Regions from separate parts of the Hordeum vulgare genome. Here region 1 is linked to region 2. A link is a contact called in public Hi-C data. All regions are on one chromosome and are shown on one strand. Each heading gives the region's core, a stretch centred on a gene start, on an enhancer-like site or on the middle of the called end of the contact. The rest is flanking DNA. Distances are from core to core; before and after follow the strand shown. Region 1 holds the start of LOC123424419 (alanine aminotransferase 2). Region 2 holds the start of LOC123424404.

Evidence for each region. A called contact is a pair of places that touch in the nucleus more often than the background predicts.
Region 1: a contact with region 2 is called in a Hi-C map of leaf, with 5 times the contacts expected there. The contact joins the promoter of LOC123424419 here to the promoter of LOC123424404 in region 2. A contact is called at or near these places in 4 of 6 Hi-C or Micro-C datasets (leaf and seedling) and 1 of 1 datasets of contacts at active chromatin or transcription factors (embryo).

The regions. Positions count from the first base shown.
Region 1 is chr1H:66,155,223-66,162,036 of MorexV3_pseudomolecules_assembly, forward strand. It overlaps LOC123424419 (alanine aminotransferase 2), which reads left to right and starts at 3,428. Exons shown (of 15, transcript XM_045108034.1): 1 at 3,428-3,647; 2 at 4,605-4,655; 3 at 4,942-4,992; 4 at 5,086-5,151; 5 at 5,219-5,280; 6 at 5,624-5,702; 7 at 5,790-5,894; 8 at 5,988-6,098; 9 at 6,197-6,334; 10 at 6,591-6,665; 11 at 6,766-6,814. The coding sequence starts at 3,609.
Region 2 is chr1H:65,926,954-65,933,432 of MorexV3_pseudomolecules_assembly, forward strand. It overlaps LOC123424404, which reads right to left and starts at 4,649. Exons shown (of 4, transcript XM_045108025.1): 1 at 4,268-4,649; 2 at 3,208-3,363; 3 at 2,300-2,420; 4 at 1,511-1,906. The coding sequence starts at 4,558. The coding sequence ends at 1,737.

The DNA.
Region 1 (6,814 bases), core at 2,178-4,677, 230 kb after region 2:
ACGAGATTGAAATAGGTATAGGGATACCGACGATCAAATCTCGGGCAAGTAACATACCGAAGGACAAAGGGAATGATATACGGGATTATATGAATCCTTGGCACAGAGGTTCAACCGATAATATCTTCGTAGAATATGTAGGATCAAATATGGGCATCCAGGTCACGCTATTAGATATTAACCGAGAAGTGTCTCGGGTCATGTCTGCATAGTTCTCGAACCCGCAGGATCTGCACACTTAACGTTCGATGATGTTTTAGTATAGTTGAGTTACATGTGTTGGTGACCGAAGGTTGTTCGGAGTCCCGTATTAGATCACACACGTCACGAGGGTTTCCGGAATGGTTCGAAAATGAAGATTGATATATAGGAAGTTGGTGTTTGGATTTCAGAAAGTTTTCGGGCATTACCGGTAGTGTACCAGGAGTGACGAATGGGTTCCGGGGGCCCACTGGGTCGGCCCACCACGCCCCAAGGGGTCCACGTGGGTTTATTGGATGATAAGGTATAATGGGCTGACAAAATCATCCAAGGAAAGCCCATGAGGAAAAAGTGGAAAAACCAAAAGAGGTGGGAAAATAAGGAAGGAGTCCTAATCCAGGTGGGATTGGAGAAGGGCTCCTCCCTCCCACTTCGGCCGACCCAAGGACGGTTTCCTTGGTGCGCCAAGGCTGCCCAAGGCTGCCTCTCCCCTCCTCCTATATATATACTAGAGGTTTAGGGCTTTTGAGACACAACTTTTGCCACGTGCAACTCAAACCTACACCTCGTAGTTCTTCCTCTAGATTAGATTTGTACGGAGCTCGGGTGGAGCCCTGTAGGAATAGGTCATCACCAACACCGGCGCGCCGTCACGCTGCCGGAGAACTCATCTACTTCTCTGACTCTCTTGCTGGATCAAGAAGGCCGAGATTGTCATTGAGTTGTACGTGTGCTGAACGCGGAGGTGCCGTCCGTGGCGCTAAATCGGAACAGATCGTGGGACGACGATGATTTGAATCACGAAGCTGTACCACTACATCAACCGCGTTTCTTAACGCTTCCCGCTGAGCGATCTATAAGGGTATGTGGATCAAATCTCCCTCTCGTAGATGAACATCACCATGATAGGTCTTCGTGTGCGTAGGATTTTTTTTGTTTCCCATGCAACATTCACCAACAGTCGGGTCATTGTTTACAAGAACACGTCAACCTAGCGGGATCACGACATTTGACCAGGCGATGATTTACATTATCCACGACAAATGGCGGACGCAAAGATGAATAAGTAATGACTCCTAGCCGAAGGAACAGTCGCAACCAGACTCCAAACAAGCTTGTACCCAACAGCTGGACACCTAGTAGGCGGATATGGATCCGGAGTTCAGGCGAGCCATGGGTGCCGGGCGACGACCCAAGAAGAAACAAAGGTGACTAAATTTCTCCTTGTAGGAGGATGAATTGTTTTGCGAGGCATGGTTGGCATGTAGTGTGGACGCATTTCAAGGCATGAAGCAAAGGGGCTCGGCGTTGTGGCATAGCGTGCATGTTTGGTTTCACGAGAAAAAGCACTACGATCCCTGCCACAAGGAAGTGATCCGTCAACGCAACACAAAGTTGCCCACCAGTCGATGGTAACCATATAAGAGCACATACAAATTTTGCGTCTTCTAAAATCAAGTGAGAACCCGATGCCCAAGTGGTGCGGCACTACAAGAGCTCATAGGTCTTGTGGCATGTTGCTTTATGTGTTGATCATTCACTGATTTGTGGATTATCTCAACTTGTTGACCACACATTGTCTTCCTTTGCGAGCTTCTATGTGCGTGCACATTATACACAAAGATGGAGAATGATCACTTCATATGTATGCATTGTTGTTTGCTATTGCCAATTTCTTCACGACCACCATGATCGATGAAGAAGGCGGTGATCCAACTGTTCCAACACAAGATGGTTTTGCTCCACCCAAGAAGGTGATTAGGAACTAGGGGATGAAGTGGCAGGAGGTGAAGGAGAAGCGAGTTGGGGCGGCTACCAAGATGATGGATAGGTCATCATGAAGAAGACATAGGTGGCATGTGTCGGGTGCAGTAAGGTGAAGGATGAAAAAAGGCGAAGACTTTTGACATCTTCATGGAGATGCAAGACAAGAAGCTCAAGCTCCAAGAGAATAACCTTGAGATCAAGGCTACTTGCGAGGGCTCCAAAATGTTGCTCGTGAAGACGTCGGACTTCGACCCTGAAGGAACGAAGATTATCCTAGCCTACCGCGCGAGCATGTTGAAACACTTCATCGAAATAGAGGAGACTCGACCAACCGAAGAGTGAGGTCTTTGATGTGGACAACATGACTCACAACTTTTGGGATCGATTGGATGTAAAAACTTATTGAACATCCTGTGCTTATTTATAGTGATTGCATATATTTATAACTATGAAACATATGTTTAAATTGGTATGGGAGCAGACATTTGGTGCATGCGGCTAGATGGCCTCTATCCCTATTCCTGTCTACGGACATGTTCGAAAGTGTCTGCTCACATTTGGTGGTGTCCGTTTTTTGGGACCGCGTTGAATTTGCCCTTACCTCAACTTATATTATTTAAAAAGATTAATGTTCTTTTTTCTGCAAGACAAAGTGCTTCATCTAACCTTATGCATATTTTCCCTCCCTTTCTTCCCTTTAGTTCATGTACATGTTCGAAAATGTACACTCCCATTTGGTGGTGTCCGTTTGGGTGAAGGAAGTTGGAGTTGCCCTTATCTCCACTTTACTATTTAAAAGAATAATGTTTCTTTTCCTCTCAGACAGAGTGATTCGTCTAACCTTACACACTTTTTTCCTCCTCCTTTTTTTACTCCCCCTCTTATCTCTATCTTAATAATTGTCCCGCGTGTACTAGTAACTTATCAAATAAGACTATATTTTTTTGGTAAAACAATAAGTTATTACCAAATAAGTGATTTTATTTACATAGATAAATCATGGGATGATTTCATGAACATTTATTTACACAATTCATCAATATGGGCATGTAAAGCAGAAACAAACATACTAAAATATTTATATTCCGTTGCAACACACGGCAATTATTTAGTAAGTGCACACATAAGAAGGATTGGCAAATTCTTCCCATGTGTGTGTGTGGCCATAGCAAACTCCTTCTCCAACCTTTCACGGAGCCGAAAAGCAAAGACAAACAATAGGAAGCACAAAAAGGCAAAGGGAAAATTTGCAACCCACACATATAAGATGACAGAAAGGCTCAACGTGGACGCAATGGGATTGGGCGGACTTTGTTGGAGCAGCAGATCCTGACACTTTCTGGCAGTGAGAGAGCAAAGGCCGAGACGAAACCGCAGCTGGAGGTTGGCGGCGCCCGCGGGCCCACCCGCAATCCCGCGGCTTCCCCCCGCTTTCCATTCCTCCTTCCCTTCCTGTGGGTGAACACCTTCTTGTTTTGTTTGCCTCCTCCCGATCTCTCCTTCTTCTTTATCTTTATAAAAGCGCCTTCCTTTCTCCCTTCCGACTCGCCACAAAACCGCGGAAAGAGATAGACGGACAGCTAGAGGCGTCGGAAGATACTCGCTGCTCTGCCGCCCCCTTCGTCTTAGTTGATCTCGCCATGGCTGCCACCGTCGCCGTGGACAACCTGAACCCCAAGGTGAGGGACGCTTCTCTTTCTTGCTCTTCTTTTTTCTCGGGCGGCTCCGGCGAGGCGGGGGCGGGTTGTTGATTTGATCTGCGAGTCTGGTAGTGGGGCTTCTGCTTGATGTGGCGTTACTTCCTCGGGCTGTTCTTAGTTTCTTGTTTCTGATTCAGTCGTGCGCTTGTGTGCTACTAGTTGGTCGATACGCTTGGATATTCCGCTTTAGTGTTCTGGATCTGACAGTCTGGACTTGAAAGCCAGGATTTTTCTTATGCAAACTTATGATCTGGAGATGCTTTGATTTTGATTCAGAGTGAACTGATGAACTCTTGGTCTGCAAATTAGAGTTATTCAGCAGTTGATTACAAGTTATTAGCTGTGTAATCTGTACTGTAGTGTAATGTTTTTACCTTGATGCTGTCAGTTTCCGCTAAAATAGAGGGGAGAAACTAGGCAACAGGTAGATCTCAGTACTATTGAGCTGCTCTGCTGGCATGCAGTTTTTTGTGTGACGGTGGCAGTCAGCATCCTTTGTTTGCTTCGCACTATAAAACAATGACATCTTGATGCTGAGTGTACGATGACATCTAGATGCTTTTCGGTTCAGTTGCCAATTTGTCACTTGTGAATATTTTCACATGTTGCAGTTTGGTGACAGGGGATACAAAACATGTGGATTTTTTTAACATGTTGTAGTTGGTGACAGGGCATATGGTGAACCGACCACTTGTCTCTGTGCACATATTCTTTCACCTGGACGTCTTATTACCTTTACATGGTCATATGACAGTATAGCATTCCGTCCACATCCATGCCATGATTATAAGTTCATTATCTTTCCACTTTCAAGAATGTACTGGCATTCTGTGCTATGTTTGTTTGAGTCACTGATTAATTTTTGACCATCACTTGCTCAACTATGTGCACTTTTAATACCTAGCCACTTTGCTAATTATCTTATGACTGTTGCAGGTTTTAAAATGTGAGTATGCTGTGCGTGGAGAGATTGTCATCCATGCTCAGGTATTTCAAGTAACCAACAAGTGTTACTTCAGTAATTTGAAATCTGCTGTATTCAGAGTTTAGCTAACTCTTTAGTCGTGTTCTTAGATATTCAGCAAGTCTAATAAAAGATAAGTGGGTTGCACTTTTATTCTGACTTTTGACAAGCAATCGTTCGGTATTAGTAGTAGTTTGGCATGCTTTTAAAAACAGAGCAACTTACCTGGCATTTCCTGGAAGACACCAGTTCATGTGCCATTAAGTACTTAGAAATTGATTAACCAGGTAATTTTGTTTTTGTTTCCAGCGCTTGCAGGAACAGCTAAAGACTCAACCAGGGTCTCTACCTTTTGATGAGGTACTTAAGCATAGATTCTGCACGCTAATGTTATAGATAGTTTTCTTGTTATGTTCTACATTTTCTTAGCTCATTCAGTTTTTCCCCTTACAGATCCTCTATTGTAACATTGGGAACCCACAATCTCTTGGTCAGCAACCAGTTACATTCTTCAGGGAGGTATGTGAATTTTTTACCTGCAGAGTTTAAAGTTTGTTCTGCTGGATTCTTACATGGCATATTACAGGTTCTTGCCCTTTGTGATCATCCAGACCTGTTGCAAAGAGAGGAAATCAAAACATTGTTCAGGTGAATGTTGACATCATTGCAGCTCATCAGCATGAAAGAAACGCAAGGAGAACTTAGTATGGGAGGATATGTGACGGATACCCTTAACCAAGCGCTATCATGCTAATTTTTTGCGGTTCAAATGAACTTGAATAATTTCAAAAGCTCAATTGTGGAGTAAAAGTATTGCCATAGTGTGACATATCAATCTGCAACATTTCAAGCCGATACTTTATAGGTGCTAAAAATCGATACTTGCTGTGTGTTGCCACTTCTGATTGATTATGAAAAATACCTAGAACTAATTCATTTGTCTTAGCGTGAACTTGTGGCATATGATACCTGATGCTTCAGCTTGTTGCAGTGCTGATTCTATTTCTCGAGCAAAGCAGATTCTTGCCATGATACCTGGAAGAGCAACAGGAGCATACAGCCATAGCCAGGTAATCGTCTCATTGCACAGTTTATTACTTGCCGCAAGGAGAAAAATGTGGAATCTTGCATTCACTTTTTTTTAATCATTCTCCTAGGGTATTAAAGGACTTCGTGATGCAATTGCTTCTGGGATCGCTTCACGAGATGGATTCCCTGCTAATGCTGATGACATTTTTCTCACAGATGGAGCAAGTCCTGGGGTATGAAATTTACGCTGTCCTTCGATTGCTAGACAATGTATGAACACACAGAAAGTAGTTAACGCTGATATCATGTTACTCTTCCCTTTTTAGGTGCACCTGATGATGCAATTACTGATAAGGAATGAGAAAGATGGCATTCTTGTCCCGATTCCTCAGTACCCCTTGTACTCGGCTTCCATAGCTCTTCATGGCGGAGCTCTTGTATGTACCCGCCCTGTTTGCCTGGCAAAAGATGTTTAACTTTACTATAGTGATGTTTCATGCAGCGCAAAATCCTGAATTGGGAGCATATCTTTCAGGTCCCATACTATCTCAATGAATCGACGGGCTGGGGTTTGGAAACCTCTGATGTTAAGAAGCAACTTGAAGATGCTCGGTCAAGAGGCATCAACGTTAGGGCTTTGGTGGTTATCAATCCAGGAAATCCAACTGGACAGGTTTATGCTCATCTTTTTCTTTGTGGGCTGAAAAACTTCTTGTCTTGCCGTGACTATGGTGTCCACGCCATATTTTCATAATGCATGCATTTCTCGTATTCTAGAAGTGAATATATTTCTCCATTCATTTGTGGGATAACTTAGAAAATAATGTTTGTTTTTCTTGCGCTACAATATGTGTAAAGTATTCTGAAGGTGACTAAGATAACTAAAAAGGAGAAACGATCAATAATTGAGACGATTCATTTATTTATAGGTACTTGCTGAAGAAAACCAATATGACATAGTGAAGTTCTGCAAAAATGAGGGTCTTGTTCTTCTAGCTGATGAGGTGAGGGATAATGGCTCTCAAAGCATCACAACACACTTTGAGCTGCTTAATTCAATTGCTTCCGTTGTTTGTAACATTCACGACATTTATCTATTGCTAGGTATACCAAGAGAACATCTATGTTGACAACAAGAAATTCCACTCTTTCA
Region 2 (6,479 bases), core at 3,399-5,898:
GCACCAGAACCATCAACAAGTCCTCACCAATTATAGGTCCAATCACAGGAAGTCGCGCTAAACTGATACGTGACCAAGTGAACGCTAACTTAAGTTTACCTTGTAAGCTTGATGAAACAACTATGCTTTCATCTCCATTGTTGTTGGTTGAACTTAGGTATCACTTGGAAGAAATCCAACATCCTATGAGCTCTTTAAAGAATCGATTTGAATAAACATGTTTGAAGAAAACAAGTTTCAAGTGAAGCTGATGCTATCAGTTTTTACCTCTGATGTTTCATTGCTCCACACCTCTTTTAAAGGAGAGAACGGGCTATAGGGGTACATCACCAGAAGCTACATAAAATTTACTTTCCAATGCAAAAAACCTCACATCGTTTGAAGTTGTGAATCAAAAGTTCTAGTCATTCTCGTGGTGTCCACGTTGTCAAGGCTTCGCAAATTTCCGATGAGCTCTCCAACAACTCCCAAAGTTGACTGCTTATTCTCCCAAGAAAGTCATGCAAAGCTGGTTACTTATGAAACCTTTTCACACCTAGATAAGGGGGGCTGTCCCTACTATAAACCCCCCCATCATTCTAGACACCTTTTGTCAAACCATTCAGCTACAAACTTATGCAGCAAGACTGCTAGAGATATGAGAGATCCTTACTACCTTTGCTCTTGTGAGTTCATCCGGATTCGCGAGAAGGATCCTATGGTTCCCCCTAATTCATGCTTTACGGTTCCGACCGTTTTATGTGGATTAGTCCCGGTTTATGGTTCTAAGATTGTTCGGACAACGGGTTAAAGTTCTTGTAGCTTCGGTCAGCCATCCCGACATACGGGTTGCATTCAACCTTGACAGATATAAAGCTAGTTATCTCAGCTACTTGTAGCTAGCTATCCTCCCCGGTTCGATCCTATGACGTGAAGATCGGGCCACCCTCGGACGTGAACTTGTTCAGCGGGTTTGCACCTATCAAAGAGAGAGGGGGGGGGGGAGAGAGAGAGAGAGGAAGGGAGGGATTGAGGGAGGGAGGGAGAGAGAGAATGTAGTGTGGTAGTAGATAAATAGGGGCTTTGGAGGGAGTGATGGAGGGAGAGAATGTAGTGTGGTGGTAGATAAATAGGGGCTTTGGAGGTTCAAGTGGTGCATAGGTGGTCAGATGGATGAATGATGAAGATGAAGCGTAGTAGATTTTATGCATACCATGATTGTGTTGCTCATATGTGAATTGTATTTGTCGCTTCATTCACCTCATGTTCATATTTTAAATGCAGATGGACAACGGTGTTTCGGGAACTACTCCAAGGACAAGGAGGTGCTGCTCGGCAAGAAGGGCAAGACGGTGGTGGAGCTCGTCAATGCCCCCAAGAGGCTGAAGAGTTGTGGCCATTTCCATGAGGACTATGGCCTAAGCCACTTCTACAAGGTCATTGTTGCACCCATGCTAGAGTGTGTGCCGATTCCAATCGAGTCCACCAAGCACTTGACCACCGTCCATGCTGAAGATTTGATAGCACTGCATTATCCCGTACCATTGTTTGCCACTGGGGGAATTCTGAATATACATCGAAAAATGAGTACTATGTGCAGAACAAATAAAATTATGGGGAGAATCCTGAATTTAAATTTTCGGAATTGTATTTCTTTCCACAAGGAAAAAAATACTACTACTTGAAATGGGCAGTAAAATCGGAATTATATATAGATAATACTGTATAGCTATAAAAGGAAGCATTTACAGGTAAGATCACAAGGCCTCGTTCTTCATATCAAGCCAAAGAAGAAGCCTTCGAGGGCGCCCAAGATGCCTAGCCTGCTGGGCAGGCTCCTCACTTTCATACACAAATCCACTCTTGATGTACAGTTTTTGTGCCGCCTCGTTGTTGATGGCAACATGGACATACAAATCTGTTATGCCTGCAAATATTTGTGTTCGCATCCAACTTGAGAAATTGCATTAAGGGACAAGAATTTCAAAGGGTTTAAGAAGTGAAGTAATTATCATACTTCTGTCGATCCACAAAAACTGTTGCGCAACAATCATATGATTCAACTAAATCGGAATAGATCACATATCTTGAGTAGCAACATATGTTTGTACAGTTGTCAGAAAATGGTGAAAGAACACGTTTGATAATAGATGTTTCGACCTGAACATAAGAAGCACGTTTTTGTACAACCGAAAACTCAATCTATCAGTATATATTGTCATGTTGCAGGTAATCTAACTACCAAGTACCAACTAAGGATAGTCTAAAATCAGCTAAATACTTAAAAACACGTTAAGGAAACTAAATGAAATGAACTCACCCCATTGACGAGCAAGCTTCTTAGACTTGTCAACCAATGCATAGCCCAGTCCGCATCTTTGGAGCTCCTTAGCAACACATACGTTGCTCAGATATGCCCGTGTATGGCTTGATTCAGTTACCTATTAATACAGAATAAATATTAAAAATAAAGAATCTTTGAAAAAGCAAAACAAAAGGATTATAAGTAAATTAAAATAAGCATTTTGCATCTTGTTTGTACTAATATAATTAAATAGATACAGGATTAGATAAGGATATTTGACATGGCAACTACTGCTTTATAAAAATCGTCATTTAATACAAATTTAGACAATAGAACTGCAAATGGTATCGAACCAACTATTCCAGAACTTCAGTTGCATCCAGTAAACCCTCTCAATCTGTTGGAAACTTACCCCTGGCCTCTTTCCAGTCAGTTCATCTGGTAGCCAGAGGCACTGATTCAGGTCTAAACTACCAACCACTATTCTCTCTTCCCCATCTTCAACAAACTGCATATGTCAGAATTCATAGGTTAACCTCTAACATTGACAGATTATTCCTGCTAGAAATGAATATAATCAACCATAGACTTAAACACATGCACATCGAAAAATCATACCGAGACCAAGAAAGGCTAAGTGCATTTTAATTTTTGATGAGCAAAGGAAATTGTATCTAGAAGAACAGGACATATTAACATTTTATGCTTTCTGCACATGACAAGTGAGAATCATAAGATGAATCAAAGTAAGTCAAGGGAAAATGCACGTTTGCAATTATCATTCTTATTTAGGTTTTATGTCCAAGTGAACACAGAAGAATGCCAGGGCAATTAAAAAGATTCTGCTACCCAGATTTCTATGGTCTAGCTAGAGCCGAAATAAGTGCCTATTCAAGGGCACAGCGTCTATATTACCATTATACCTTGCATGTTGAACAAAGCTCCTCTGCTGGCATCAACGATGGCAACAGTGGCACTGTCCCATTTATACAAGAGACTCTCCGAAAATTAATCATATTCCCAGAAATCCGATTTTGTAATGCTTCATATTCCCTCTCTGCCAGACCTTTCCTGTGATCCTAATAGAACTTGACAATAAGTAAAATTAAATTATTAATTCATAAATATGATGATTCAATGATGCATTCAGGGAAAGAAAAAAAGGAAGGAAATGCATGGAAAGTATAGAAGGAAAACACATACTATAAATCCTCAAAAGAAAAACACACATACTATAAACATAGAAGGAAAGCAATTTTGAACAAGGTTGCACCGTTTTGCAACTAGATGACTGTCTACTAACTTTAGAATAGACTTGGCCAGAAGGCAGTGAATTGAGCAGAAATAAAGTAGTATGGACTATAAGAATAATTATAGTCAACACTTCGTTCTGCCTGCGAAGGAAAAACATGAAAACATGGCCATATCTGAATGAATTTGCCTTCACAACTTAACACCATCCAACACCTCTTTTAAAACAATTATCACTGAAAACTTGGATTTAGAAAGGGCATAAATTGTGATCCTGGGAACAAGGCTGTCAAGTTCAAGTCCTCCTGAAGTCACTCTTCCTATTACGAGTACTATTGATACCGTGTTACTCCTAAATACTCTATCTTACTTACACCAGCAACATTTTTTTCTATACAAGGATATTCCGGATCGGTTATACTACTGGCCTTCATAGAACTGATGAAAGGAAAAAACAAACAGTATACACTAGCAAAATGGAAGCTCTCATTATTATAATCACAAACCAATGCATGTACATCAATTTCCAAGGTCGTGTCATCTACGAGGCCAGGACTGATTTTGCGTGTTTGCAAAAAGAGATCAATTTTGGCACACTATCGTTCGGGAAACGAACACCCAGATCTTTGGTTGCCTCCTCGCTTGTTGGTACTTCTCTGAAAGCTAACAGCTCACATGGCACACAAGCAGGAAAGAGATGGATATATGAGACTGATTGAAGGGATGGATCACCTCGGCCCCGACAGTGTCGCGGGCGTACTCGTAGAAGGTGCGCACGCGGAGGCGCACGGCGGCGTGGAGCTCATCGAGCGTGACAAACTCTCGGATGGACACCGTGCCGGCGCGGTCCTCCAGCAGCAGCGGCGCGCCAGCAGCGTCAACGGCCGCTGGGGCGGAGGCGCGGCACCGGAGGCTCGGGATGGCGAGGCTGCAGCTGCGAGGAGCGGCGCGGAGAGTTGCGTGGCGGGATGTCGGGGCCGCTGGAGGGGGGAAGGGCGGCAGCAGCCGCGACGCCGTCGCCATGGATCGGCCACGGGCGGCTGTTGGTACTTGGTTGGTTGGTTGGTTGGTTGGGAAATGGAGTCGTTTCCGCCACACCTGCCTGGCGGACTGGCGGTGCGCCCGAGTGGATGCGTCGACGCAAGACGGAACGGGGTACGGGTACCCGTTACTCTATCCCGACGGGTAATTACCCATTGGAGAACGGGTTTGGATCAATTTTAGCATCCACGGATAATTAGGCCTTATTTGCAATCATAATAGATTATGATAATTTAGATTATAAAAATAGATTATATAATTTGATTTATAAAAATAATTTATGTGAGCATGTTTGGATGTCAGATTATATAAACTGTACGAGAAATCTAATCTACAACGTGCGCACGGCTGCGTTTACATGGGCGGACGTTCGAGCGTTCGATCCACTGCATGTCACGTTCATGGTCCTATCTAATTAGATCGAAGGGGACCGCATGCTTGGGAGCCATATGATCGAGGAAATATTAGGGGACCACGACATATATGGTGTGTTTGTAGCACTTTACAGCATGTGCCTTTTGTCCTTTTCACTTTTTCTATACTATCCCTCTTGCATAACGGTTAACCTTTTTATTCTACTTTGTTTCAGGATTTTACTCTACTCTTATTTGTAACATACCAAGTAAGTAATGATTGTGTTTTTTTTTTGTTTTCTTTTTCGACATTGAGAAAATATCTTATTTTTTCAGTGCAGCCACCCATAGATGCATAACAAAATTTCAAGACAAACTACATTGTAGAATTAAAATGGCAACCGGCTAGACAAGCATAATAAAAAATCCCTAACAACTAATTGTTACCAAAGTCGAAAGCTTTATCAAACAATATGACAACTTAGTACATACAAACTAACAAGCACGACAAAACGCCATGGCAATTATGTTTTTACAAACCTTTGGCAAACTTTTATGAAATGACAACTTGATACAATTAAACTGGAAAACGTGAGAAAACATGGTGACGACTAGGTCTTACAAGTCATGGCATACTTTATTAAATGGCAACCTGATAGAATTTAATTGGCAAGTGCAATAAAACACCATGACAACTACTCCCTCCGTCCGCTAAAGACTGCACGTTTAGTGATTTACACATAGATCAAGGAAAGAGCTGACTTTGCTCCCATGACCTAATTAACACAGAACATTGAAAGACACATGTGTGCATGCAACCAGTGAAAAAAGACCATTAAATGAATATTGGTTGCATGCAGTAATTAAGGCAGAAATCAAAGGGGCTAAAATGAGCATGCGACCAATAACTAGGCTACAAGTTGATGCATGAGTCAATTAAGGACGGCTGGATAAAATACAATATGCATTGGGGTTGTAGATTAACACTCTTTCTTGGACAATTTATAAATACTAGATGTCCGGTCTTTTCCGGACGGAGGGAGTAGGTTTTATAAGCCTCCAAGAAACTTTAGATACGAGAACTTGATTTTAAACTAGTAAGCGCAAGAAAACATGATGACAACTAGGTCTGACAAGCCACGGCATGCTTTATTAAACGACAACTTGGTAGAATTTAATTGGTAAGTGCAAGAAAACAGTATGACAACTAGGTTTTACAATCCTCCAACAAGCTTACGATGCCACAACTTGATTTTAAATTGGCAAGCACGGCAAAATAGCATGGCAACTAGGTTTTACATCTTGTCACAAAACTTCATGTAAAAAAGACAACTTAGTAGTATGAAATTGACGAGTGGGGCAAACACTATGGAAAATAGGTGTTAGAAATTTGGCAACGACCTATACAAGAAGAAGAAATCAATGCAAATGAATTTTTTCCTTAAGCTAATTTTTGTTCTGGACATGTAAACATTTTCGTACTTGGTCAGCGATAATCCTTGTAAGAAAAAGTCAAGAACACACAACACAGTTTTGTGAATAGCGGCTGA